Linked DNA regions of Zea mays: all the other regions are linked to region 1. The links are chromatin contacts, called in public Hi-C maps. All regions are on one chromosome and are shown on one strand. The core of a region is the stretch at or near the end of the contact, and the rest is flanking DNA. Distances in the headings are between cores, read along the strand shown. Region 1 holds the start of LOC100383177. Region 2 holds the start of LOC100502349. Region 3 holds the start of LOC100192532.

Region 1 (3,417 bases), core at 586-3,085:
AGCTATTTTTGAAAACCAAAAATCTCTTGAACGCTATATGGCTGACCGTGATTAGGGTTGAGAAACTAAGAGTGTTCTTGTTGAAAAGCAGTTGAACTTCTTTAGCCGCAGTTGAGCTTTATTAGCTGAACTAAACCTTAGCTAGTTGAGCTTCTTCAGCAGCAATTGAGCTTTTTTAGCTGAGCTGAACTTCTTCAACTGCAGTTGAGCTTTTACAACTACAATTGAGCTTTCTCAACTCCAGCTGAACTTCAACTTCAACTGTAAACCTCTTTGACCATACACCAGTTGAACTTGCCTTAGGGCAGTTGAACTGGGGTTTTCTCTCCTGAACTTTCTGGTTAAGGCCAGTTGCAAACACTACAAGGCAAAGACTTGCCCAAGACGCTAAACTGGCGTTTTCTCAAGCAATATCATCCTAGTATGTGGCAAGATACCTAGAAAAACTGATGTGAACACATTGAGTTAGTTTTCAGCCTGTACCAGTGCTTTTGGTTCGCTCAGCTCCGCCAAAAGGCAGGGGCATAGGTTGGGCACCAAAATTGGCCTGGGGACGATCCGCGATGGTGGCGCGGACGGTCCGCGCGCGCAGAATCAGTTAGGATTCCAAGTTTCTTACGGGATTTGTTAGCTAAATCTGCGAGATTAACTCGAGAATCAGTTTGTAACGGGTCCAGACCCCCTGTATATATATGAAAGCTACAGCCGGTTGAAACACCAACAATCGATTAATCAATCAATATACATCTAGTTCTTTACATTTTGCCCTAGGAGTAGACAATAACTTAGATTTCTCTATCTAAATCTTCACCTCTCTCCGGCTCTACGTCGATTAGATGCGCCATCGGCAAACTTCGCCACCCCTGCGCCCGCGCGGACTGTCCGGCTCGTCAGGCAGGACCCTAGCCTCTGCGCCAGGTCGCAGACGTTCGGCCCCTGGCCACGGACCATCCGCATCTCCGCAGAGAGCACCGCCATCGGTTCTCATCGTACTGATTGGCGACCGGATCGGCGCTAATTTTAGGATTACTAGCTTCTTAAAAACTAAGAAGCTGAACTCTCCTAGTTAAAAGATAAAAACTGGTTTTTTAAAAACTGGGTTCTTTTAAATAAGACCTAAGCCTCGTTACATAAGAGCAACTCCAATAGTTATGTAAATTTTAGCTCTCTAAATCACAGATTTAAGAAGTTGCTAAATAGCTTTTGGAGTAAAAAAATGTGAGTTCTCCAATAGTTCTCTAAATATAGGTTGTAATTTTGTTTTGTATTTATCCACATAAAAAATAAGTCACAAAAACTATATAATGCAGTCAACATTTTTGTTTAGTGAGTTGTTAAATGGTTGCCAAATGTAGAGAGAAAATGGGGTTAGATGACAAGTTGTTAAATTTAGAAAGTTCATTTAGAGAACTATTGGAGAATAGTTTTCATGTTAACTAGCTAAATTATTGATTTAGAAAGTGTTTTAGAGAACCACTGGAGTTGCTCTAAGGAAAGAAACGTATCGTCCAGATCTTAAAACAGGAAATGGACACGATCGCAGGTTGGTTCGCCTTTGCTCAATTTGTCAGTAAATGGTCCGAGGACCCGGCGATTGAGAACAAATCGGAAGGAGGCTGACGGCAGGCAGAGTGGAGCCAGCCAGGAAGCGAGGCGTGCCCCACAAGCCGCTGCCCGAGTCCCCCACGCACACGTATATCCCCGCGAGAATATCCGCCACGTGGACGGCCCACGCTCGCCGACCAGCTTAAGCAATCACCACTTAACAGTTGAGTTAACCCTCTCCCCTCCATTCATCACCTCCTCTCCTCACACGGCTTCCTCGCACCGGCTCCGGTCCTCCTCCCATCACCATCACCACCGTCGTTCCTCTCACGAGTCCCGACACACGCAAACCGCACGAACCCTGGCTGGCGGCGGGATGACGCGGCGGTGCTCGCACTGCAGCCACAACGGGCACAACTCGCGGACGTGCCCCAACCGCGGGGTCAAGATCTTCGGGGTGCGCCTCACCGATGGCTCGGCCATCCGCAAGAGCGCAAGCATGGGGAACCTCTCCCTCCTCTCCGCGGGGTCAACCAGCGGCGGCGCGTCGCCCGCCGACGGGCCCGACCTCGCCGACGGCGGCGGGGGCTACGCCTCCGACGACTTCGTCCAGGGGTCGTCCTCCGCCAGCCGCGAGCGTAAGAAAGGTCAGTTACCGCCCGATCTCTGCCCCCTCCTCTCGAATCGATCATCCACCCGCTACCACTCGATGCAGAACCCTAGATAATAGATCCTTCCAGCTCTAACCAGCTCCAAGTTTTTCCATTCATTTCTCTCCTGCCTACTCGGCTTACTCTTTTTAGATGCACCTAGTGGCTAGTGCTCACTGATTAGGTACCTGTAAGGTTGGGAAACGGGTACTGCACCGGCTGAGAGAAAATCATTAATGGTAATACCACACTGTGCTGAGTACTACTATTGTATCGATATTGTACTAGTTGAGTTGATACATATGGTACTCGAATTCAGCCCCTGACTGGTGCAAGGACCACCTGCCCTATGTCGTTTGACTGGGTCATGGGGATAATTTAACAAACTCAGCTCTAGAAACTTTTAGAAAATGGGTTATGGATTGCTCCAAGCAGTGGTGTCAGTTGATTTTGATGAAATTTGTCACTGATTCGTTATGCTGAATGGCTGTAGAGGCATAGAGGGCTGCGTAATCAAAGGTACAGGGCTGCGTAATCAGGAAGGATATGCCGAGCAATTGAAACCGCTGCGCTAACTGCTGAAACGTTGTCTTATGTATGCCATACATGTGCTAATGGTCACGGTCTGGTGTAATGTGCTACTGCACTGGGATGTAATTACTATTACACAGTGCCATATTCCGGCTGCCCATACTTGATAAGGAAACAAGTTTTTTCATATGTTATGGGGAAAAATCAAATGCTTGATACATGAATACCAATGTTCTGCAAGTTTTATCTTTATTGTTAATTATTGCTGCTGATTCTTGTGAGATTTTTACACGAACAGTGATATCTAGTTCTTGGGTTACACTTGGTGGTGGGTGGTAGGTGTTTTAATGTAAGTCAAGTGGCAAGAAAAGGGCAAACACAGTGCCGGAGGCTCCCACATGAGTGGGGTCTGCGGAAGGGATAAACCGAGGCAATCCTGTAGGGTCTAAGAAAAGAGTAAAACTGAGTCAAACCTTCCCCCATAAATACAGAGAGGTTGTTTCAAACTCGGACTGGGTGACTCATGAGACAGCTCTCACCACTACACTAGGCCTGCCCTTCAATGTAAGTCAAGTGGCACCTTCTGCATATTATGCCCATCTCTGTTCTGATTTTGTGCTGTTTGGCTAGTCCTCTGTTTGTCGATGACACCCTACCTATATGATTTGTTTAACAGCAAGGTGGTGATGCT
Region 2 (3,954 bases), core at 802-3,301, 160 kb before region 1:
ACCGAATCACCTAGGGCAAAGGGGTGGGAGAGAGAGGTGGAAGAAAAGGAGAGGGAGTTGCTGCACGGGAAAATCAAATGAGAGAGATAGAGGGGGGTGGGGTGGGGTGCCAGGGGCGCGCAGGGGCGCACCGGGCCGGGTCGGGCTGGGTCACGGGCCGGGGCGGAAGCCCACAACACACACGACCACTGACCGGAATCTATTTGCGAATCGAAATCCGAAATGAGGCGAGACGGACGCGCGATTAAACACAACATCAGACAAAAGATATATGCTTCGGCATGATGCAACACCCATGTCAACTTAGGTTTTTGTTTACACGCGAGACGAACACCAGTCGTTATACTGCTTTGAAAATGGGAAGAAGGAGCGAAACAGGAAGAGAAAAGAGAGTAACACCTGAATTTGGTGAGTATCAAAGAAGAAAAAAAAAATCCTTCCCTAAAATTCTGGGCGTTACAGCTGCCCCATGGTCGAGGATGGTCGATATGCAATCCGGGAGCACCCGCGGAAAGTATCGCCGTAGCTGGTGATGGCCTCCTCGAAGGAGCGTGGGGTGGGGGGGAGAGAAGTGGTCTCAGTCGCGGAGGAGCAACAAAGGCCGGTCCTCACACCCGCCTTTGCTCTTGGACCCTAGTGGGTGCTGGTGTCCACAATCGCGTCCGCGACACCCTTTATGGAGATGAGGGCGAGTGCGGGCACATGTAAATGTAACCGCCCGCCATTTATGGAGGTTGTTGTTGCCGGAATTGGACGGGGACGGACGGAAGGGGGACGACATACGATTCTATCCATATACGAAACTGGTGTATTATAATAATCGAGATATAAACCACTTGAATCTCTAACAAATTCTTATAACTGGGGGTGGTGGTGGTAACAAAGCCTTAACGAAACAGGACCCCCGCCACTTGAATGAGTACGAAACAGCCTGACGGATGCTCAATCGGTTTGGTTTGGTTGCGTGACAAGTCGTCGATCCGGTTAGGGAGCTTCACACCAAAGGAAACTTACCGACGCGGCAAAGCAGCAGCAGCAACGACGACGGAACACGAGTCACATAGGAATAGGACGGGACGACGGGAAGGTTAGGATGCTGCTGGCCTGCCCGTGTAAAGCGAGGCAGCAACCACCGCAAGCGTATGACGCAGGAGCAAGTTGCTAGATTCTTCTTCTTGTCCAGACCCAGTCCAGCTCGGTTCCGGCTGCGAGCACGTTTTCCTTGGACCATTGGATGGACTGGACTGGACTGTACCGTGGCTGCCGCGCGACACATGCATGTACGTGTACGTGAGATGGGGACGTCTCGTTTGTCCGGGCCGGCGTTTTTGGTGGGCGGAGACGCGTGATCAGGTCAGGGAGGGGCTAGTTTGGCCCCCTAGATTCGCGCGTCTGTGCCTGCCTCCGACGCGCGGTCGTCATCACGCCGATGCTCGGCTTTCCTCTCCTAGACATACCACTCCCAGCCACTAGCAACACAGTAGTTGTAGCCAAAGGACCATCGACCAGGGCTGCCTCTTTTCTCTGGATGGAATAATAAAAATAAGGCTTTTTGTTTAAAACAGTGGACACCAATGCGGTAGAGCCAACTGTCAGGTCGGCCCCGCTCGCCAGCGCCAGAGGACCCAGCCCCCCAGCTGCAGTGCACTGCCACCCAAATGACTCACCCACCGGCGACACGCCCGTTCCACTGACCGGACCAACCAGCCTGACCCAAGGCCAAGCGCGCACGGCACGAACACGGATCCTTCCACTGCCACTGCCACTGCCACTGCCACGCGGGACCCAACCAGCCAGCGAACGCCTCCTAGGCCACGTCCGCGCGGCCGAACAACCACTCCGGCACGCATCCACCGGCACGCGGGGCCACATTGACGGGCACGCACGCGCAGGCCAGGCAGGCAGAGGCCACAGGCGGTGGCCTTGTGGCGCGGCGCAGGAGCAGGCCTTGCCGCGCCGGCGCTGCCTTGCTCGCGAAGACGCCAGTTCCCAACTATTTGCGGAGCCGAGAGCCGGAGGCGGAGGCGTTAAGCGTAAGGCAGCGAGCATAAAGCGCCCTGGCGCCCGCCCGCCCGCCGCAGCCGCACCAAAGCCTAGCCACCCTCCTCTGCCCTCGAGTCCACGTCTCGTCTCCTCGCTCCACTCGCCAGTCGCCACCCAAGCCGGAGCGAACCCGCTGCCCGAATAGAGTAATCCGAGGAGCCAGCCAAATGGTGGTGGCCGCGTGAGTGTAGGGTCCGGGGGATATAGAGAGAGAGAGACTAGGGGCCGGCCGCGATGCGGGCGTGGGAGATGCACCCGCTCTGCTGCCTCGCCGGTGAGTGGCCGGCCTCGGGCGGCGGGCTCGCGCCCGGCGACCGCTCCCCGCCGGCGGAGGACGCGGGGGCGGCGCCGGCGGTGGCGGGGGTCCTGTACAAGTGGACCAACATCGGCAAGGGGTGGCGCCCGCGCTGGTTCGCGATCCGCGGCGGCGTGCTCGCCTACTCCAAGATCCGGCGCCGCGTCGCGGCGGAGCCGCGTCCCGAGGCCGCGGGCGGCGTCCGGCTGATCGGGGTGGCGCGCGGCGCCGCGGGCGCCGCTGAGCGCCCCATCGGATTCGTGCCTCTCAAGGTCACCCCTCGCGCTCTCGTCTCCTCTCCTCTCCTTCTCGTCTCGATTCGTTGCCTGATTTTTTCCCCCCGAATTTTTTTATGCCGCCCTCCCCGTTTCGCCATGAATGGTCTCGCCATTGTTTAGAGCAGCGACGCATTGCAGTGCGTCGATTTTATCCTCAAAACTGGGGAACACCGAGCATAATAATCGTTCGTTAAATAGTGCTATCGATACGCATTTCGTCGAGCAAATCGACTTCAAAATTTCTGCTACAGTTAGTGGAGCTGGTCTCCTGCGATCCCTCTCTTTTCCGCGTCGCGTCGGATCGAAACAGTCCAACAGAACAGACGAGCACAGGAACTCCAGTCTCCAGCTGTAAAAGTTACCTCGTGCCGTACCATCGTCACGATATGCGGCGGGGATCGTTTTGCAAACGCAATAGCACTCATCATGCTCACGCTCACGCTCCTGGTAAAGGAAACGATGGAAAGTTGCTAGTATATACACTGCTACAAGAAATTGCTAATCCCCTGTCGGAATAAAGCGATGCCTTGTTTTGATTGGAGCTCGCCTTTTACAGCGTCAGCTTAGTGTGAAAGAACAGTCTTTGCATCGACTTGCAACAGTGGTGTTTCCCGTGCTCCCCAGGGAAGGGGCCAGCGACAGGTGGGGGCAACCGGGCTCCCAGCTGGATCTTGTTCAAACGCCCTGGTGTCTTGGCGCCTCCGTTTTGTGTCGCATTGGCATTTTGGAAGTGCATGGGTTAGTGGGAATGTGAGGAGGTACGGATCACTCTGTCCTTAGCAAATTGAAGGGTCTGGGAGCTTTTTAAAGGCTCATCTTTTTCCCCGGCTCTTGAACGGTCCCTCGCCTACTGGCTCTGCTCCAGTCAATGGGCTATAAAGCTGCTTGTCTTTTTTGGCTATCCGTTTCTTTAGCTGGAGGAAGCAGTGATTAACTGGCATGGCAATGCAACGGTGGAGGTTTCAAAAAATATATATTTTTTGAAGTGAACTGCAAGAGTGCAAGTGTAGATATCATCACTTCTTGGATGACACAATTCAAAGTTTCAGTTACTTGCATGCTTCTAGATAGTGAATAGTCTGGTTGCTGATTAGCCATTCTCTTTACCTGTTTGTAGATATCATCATTTAGTGAAAGTAAATCAGATGATAAACGGTTTTATATAATTACTCCGACCAAAACACTTCAACTGAGGACTGGTTGTGCTAATGACCGGGCGACTTGGATTGAAGCGCTTGTCACTGCAAGAAGCGAATATTCTTTTAATGGGGATTTATCAGGTGATCAGAATGATGCATCATTTTCCACAGAAAAGCTCAGAAATCGCTTGAATGCTGA
Region 3 (3,465 bases), core at 152-2,651, 200 kb after region 1:
ATATATATTATCAACTTGTTTTCTAGCTTGACCTGCACTACAAAGCTTGACCTTTTCAAACACAACATCTTTCAAACCTCTAACCTTTTCTTTGTTCAGAAGCTTCTTAAGTGTCCCCATTACAACATGTGCAACCTCCATGCCATAACCATCCAAGTGATGTTTTGGTGAAGAGGCAAGTCCTTAGGTTAGCATCCTCAGAAGTGAAAACCACCAAATTAAGTTGTTATATCTAAATACCTTAGGTGAAAACCACCAAGTCCTTAGGTGATCATCCACTTTAGACACAACAACTTATTTCTCTGTGAATAAACATTGAATTCCAAGATCACACAATTGACTAACTGACAATCAATTGAAGCTCAAAGATGCAAGTAAGAGGACATTTGAATTGTTCTCAAAAGTTATCTTGTCTTGATCATCCACATCTTCATCAAGAGAGGTGAACATCAATGGGTCACCGGTCCTATGTTAACTGCAACCACTATCAATTACCCAACGACTCCCACTGGTCTTATAGTTCACCTACACGCAAGGCAGATCAAGCTTGATTTTTAGGCACCCAAACTTGATGGGGCCTACAACTTTCTCAATCAAGGACTTTTCAACCCAAATCTTTTTAGGCCTACTCTTGTTAGGTGGACCTAAAAATGTGACTTTGACCTTTCCACTTGTGTCCTTTCTAAGCAAATAATGAGCATTGAAGGCGAAATGTCTTAAGTGTTTGGGCAAAGGATTATGTGGAGTGGCTTTGCAATTATGAGCAAAATGTCCCTCTTTTCCACACACAAAACATTTAATATGCTTAGGAGCTTACTTTGGCTTGTTTTTCATTTTGTGTTTTTTTTTCACAAAAGATTTGTATCCAATACTACTTTTATCAACTTTTATCTAGCTATTGGAGTTTTTTTTTAAAAAACTCTATTTATATAAATTATAAAATAAATACTTCAATTAAAAAACCTCTATTTGGCCAGCTAAACATGAAAATATTGAAACCCCTTCAAAGCCTAGTGGAAGGTAACTTAAACGGTTTTAAGAGTTAAGACCAGTTAAAACCGCTTTGGAACATAGCAATAATTTTTTCTCATTTTAGTTTTTAATTAAAATAAACTGGTTTCTATAAAAAAATTGTATTAAGAAGCTCAATTATTTCGAGGGAAAATAGCAATAGTATGTGGAGATAGAATGGACTTCTAGAAAAATCAGAAGCCCAGAAGATGGGTCACAACGGCCCTTCTGAGTTGGGCAATTGTTTTCTTTATCTCATCTGAGTGAGGCTTAGAGCTCACTAAAATGGGCCTACCCATTCGGCCCTTATGGAACTGGATCTCTAGGTGTCATTGGCTGGGCGGCTGGGCCATGGTCCATGGAGTCGTTGGTACCACGGGCGCTGCCGTCAGATACTCAGATCTCGTCTCCAAGGTGTCGGAGATGGACTTGCCGGCGAACCGCGGCCGGTGGCGCAGGCGGAGCGCCCGATCGCACCTGCCTCTCGTCGTGGCCGTCCTCGTGCTCCTTCTTCCGGCCTATCTTCTCTTCTCATCGGCCTACTCCACCACGCTCCGCGCTCTCTTCGCTTTCCCCTTCGCCCCCGGCGGTGGCGAGGCGCCCCGGTGCGGGGGCTCAGTGGAGCTCGAGGGTCAGAGGTTCCTGTGGTACGCACCGCACAGCGGGTTCAGCAACCAGGTGGGCGAGTTGCGGAACGCGGCAGTGGCAGCCGCTCTGCTAAACCGCACTCTCGTTGTGCCCCCCGTGCTCGACCACCACGCCGTCGTCCTCGGGAGCTGCCCCAAGTTCAGGGTCACCGACCCTTCCTCGCTGCGCGCCGCTGTTTGGGACCACACCATGCAACTCCTGCTGGATCGAAGGTAAATACCAGACTTGGCATTCAACTTCACCGAGTTCGTTTGGTCTCTGGTGTATCAGAAATTGCTTGGATTCGAATTTGGTCTACACTTTTTGCTTCCACCTTGCTTATTGTGAAATGACTCAAATGATGGAACAATGTGGCGACCCTATTGCTACATCAGAATCTCGGTTATTTAAAGGATAGCAGATCACTTGGCAATGACATCACTCAGTTTCCTTTGATTAAGTGAGGTCATTTCTGATTGGAAGATAGTGAAGTATTCTATGTTGCACTCGCACACCTCGAGCAACCACTTTTCACATTGTGCATAACTGATCGCCGATTCATTGTGGACTGTTGTTAATGCTTATTTGTTTAACATTCAGGTATGTTTCAATGGGTGACATAGTTGATCTATCCCCAATCGAACCAATGGTTAGGACTATCGACTTCAGGGTTTTTGTCTCCCTGTGGTGCGGTGTAGACATGCGGAAGACTTGCTTTTCTCGGCTGTGCTGTGCTGTTTCTGGTGGTAGCTCTAGGCCAGATGACTACAATAAATGCCGATCTTTGCTGTCTGGTCTAGGAGGCAGTGAAAAAGGCTGTGTGTATCATGTACATGACGATTGTAGAACAACGGTCTGGACATACCAACAGAATGATGATGGGGCGTTCGATCAGTTTCAACCAGATGAAGAATTGAAACGGAGGAAGAAGATCTCATATGTCCGGAGACGCAGAGATATGTACAAGGCTTTAGGGCCTGGTTCACAAGCTGAGGATGCTACTTTGCTGGCATTTGGGACACTCTTCTCAGGACCATACAGGGGATCTGAGTCTTATTTTGATATCCATGAATCGCCTAAGGACCAAAGAGTACAAAGGGTACTAGAGAAGGTTGAGTTTCTTCCCTTTGCACCGGAGATCATGGCTGCAGGGAAGGAATTTGCTAAGAACAACATTAAGGAGCCATTTCTTTGTGCGCAACTTAGGTTGCTGGATGGGCAATTCAAAAATCACTGGAAAGCAACATTCTCTGCCCTCAAGGAGAAGTTGGAAGCTATTGAACTAGAAATTAGGAGAAACATGACTAGTGGCCTTATTCACATGTTCGTCATGACTGATCTTCCACCAACAAACTGGACCAACACCTTCCTTGGAGATGTTGCAACAGATGAGCGATATAAACTGTACACACTGAAGGAAAGTGACGACTTAGTGCTGCAAACTGCAGAAAGGCTTATGGCTGCAGAACATGGTATTCGGTCTGGATTCCTTCAGAAAATCATAGAGAGCACAAAGAAGGACTGCGACCCTGTTCAACTGCCAGAAATTTTGTTGTATATTGAAGAATCTGTTTGTAGTTGTGCATCACTAGGATTTGTTGGGACTGCAGGATCAACCATAGCAGGAAGCATAGAAACAATGAGGAAAAACAAAGTGTGCAAATTGTAGGGAAGAACATCTTTGAGTTAGGTACCAGAAACCATGCTGATTGACGTGTTATAGCAAAACAAGAGTTAGTTTTTTTCTGACGGGTTCAATTGACTGTAGAGTGTTGAGCTTCACATGGGAAAATTCTAGTATATTATGAAGAGAAGTTGCACCATTTT

Evidence for each region. A called contact is a pair of places that touch in the nucleus more often than the background predicts.
Region 2: a contact with region 1 is called in a Hi-C map of leaf, with 7 times the contacts expected there. The contact joins the promoter of LOC100502349 here to the promoter of LOC100383177 in region 1. A contact is called at or near these places in 5 of 25 Hi-C or Micro-C datasets (bundle sheath, ear, endosperm and 2 more).
Region 3: a contact with region 1 is called in a Hi-C map of ear, with 2.2 times the contacts expected there. The contact joins the promoter of LOC100192532 here to the promoter of LOC100383177 in region 1. A contact is called at or near these places in 7 of 25 Hi-C or Micro-C datasets (ear, endosperm, leaf and 1 more).

What each region holds. Positions count from the first base shown.
Region 1 is chr1:90,578,166-90,581,582 of Zm-B73-REFERENCE-NAM-5.0, forward strand. LOC100383177 reads left to right here and starts at 1,836. Exons shown (of 3, transcript NM_001175842.1): 1 at 1,836-2,192. The coding sequence starts at 1,922.
Region 2 is chr1:90,416,723-90,420,676 of Zm-B73-REFERENCE-NAM-5.0, forward strand. LOC100502349 reads left to right here and starts at 2,052. Exons shown (of 10, transcript NM_001363268.1): 1 at 2,052-2,610; 2 at 3,734-3,954. The coding sequence starts at 2,278.
Region 3 is chr1:90,782,268-90,785,732 of Zm-B73-REFERENCE-NAM-5.0, forward strand. LOC100192532 reads left to right here and starts at 1,402. Exons shown (of 2, transcript NM_001367478.1): 1 at 1,402-1,871; 2 at 2,239-3,465. The coding sequence starts at 1,435. The coding sequence ends at 3,307.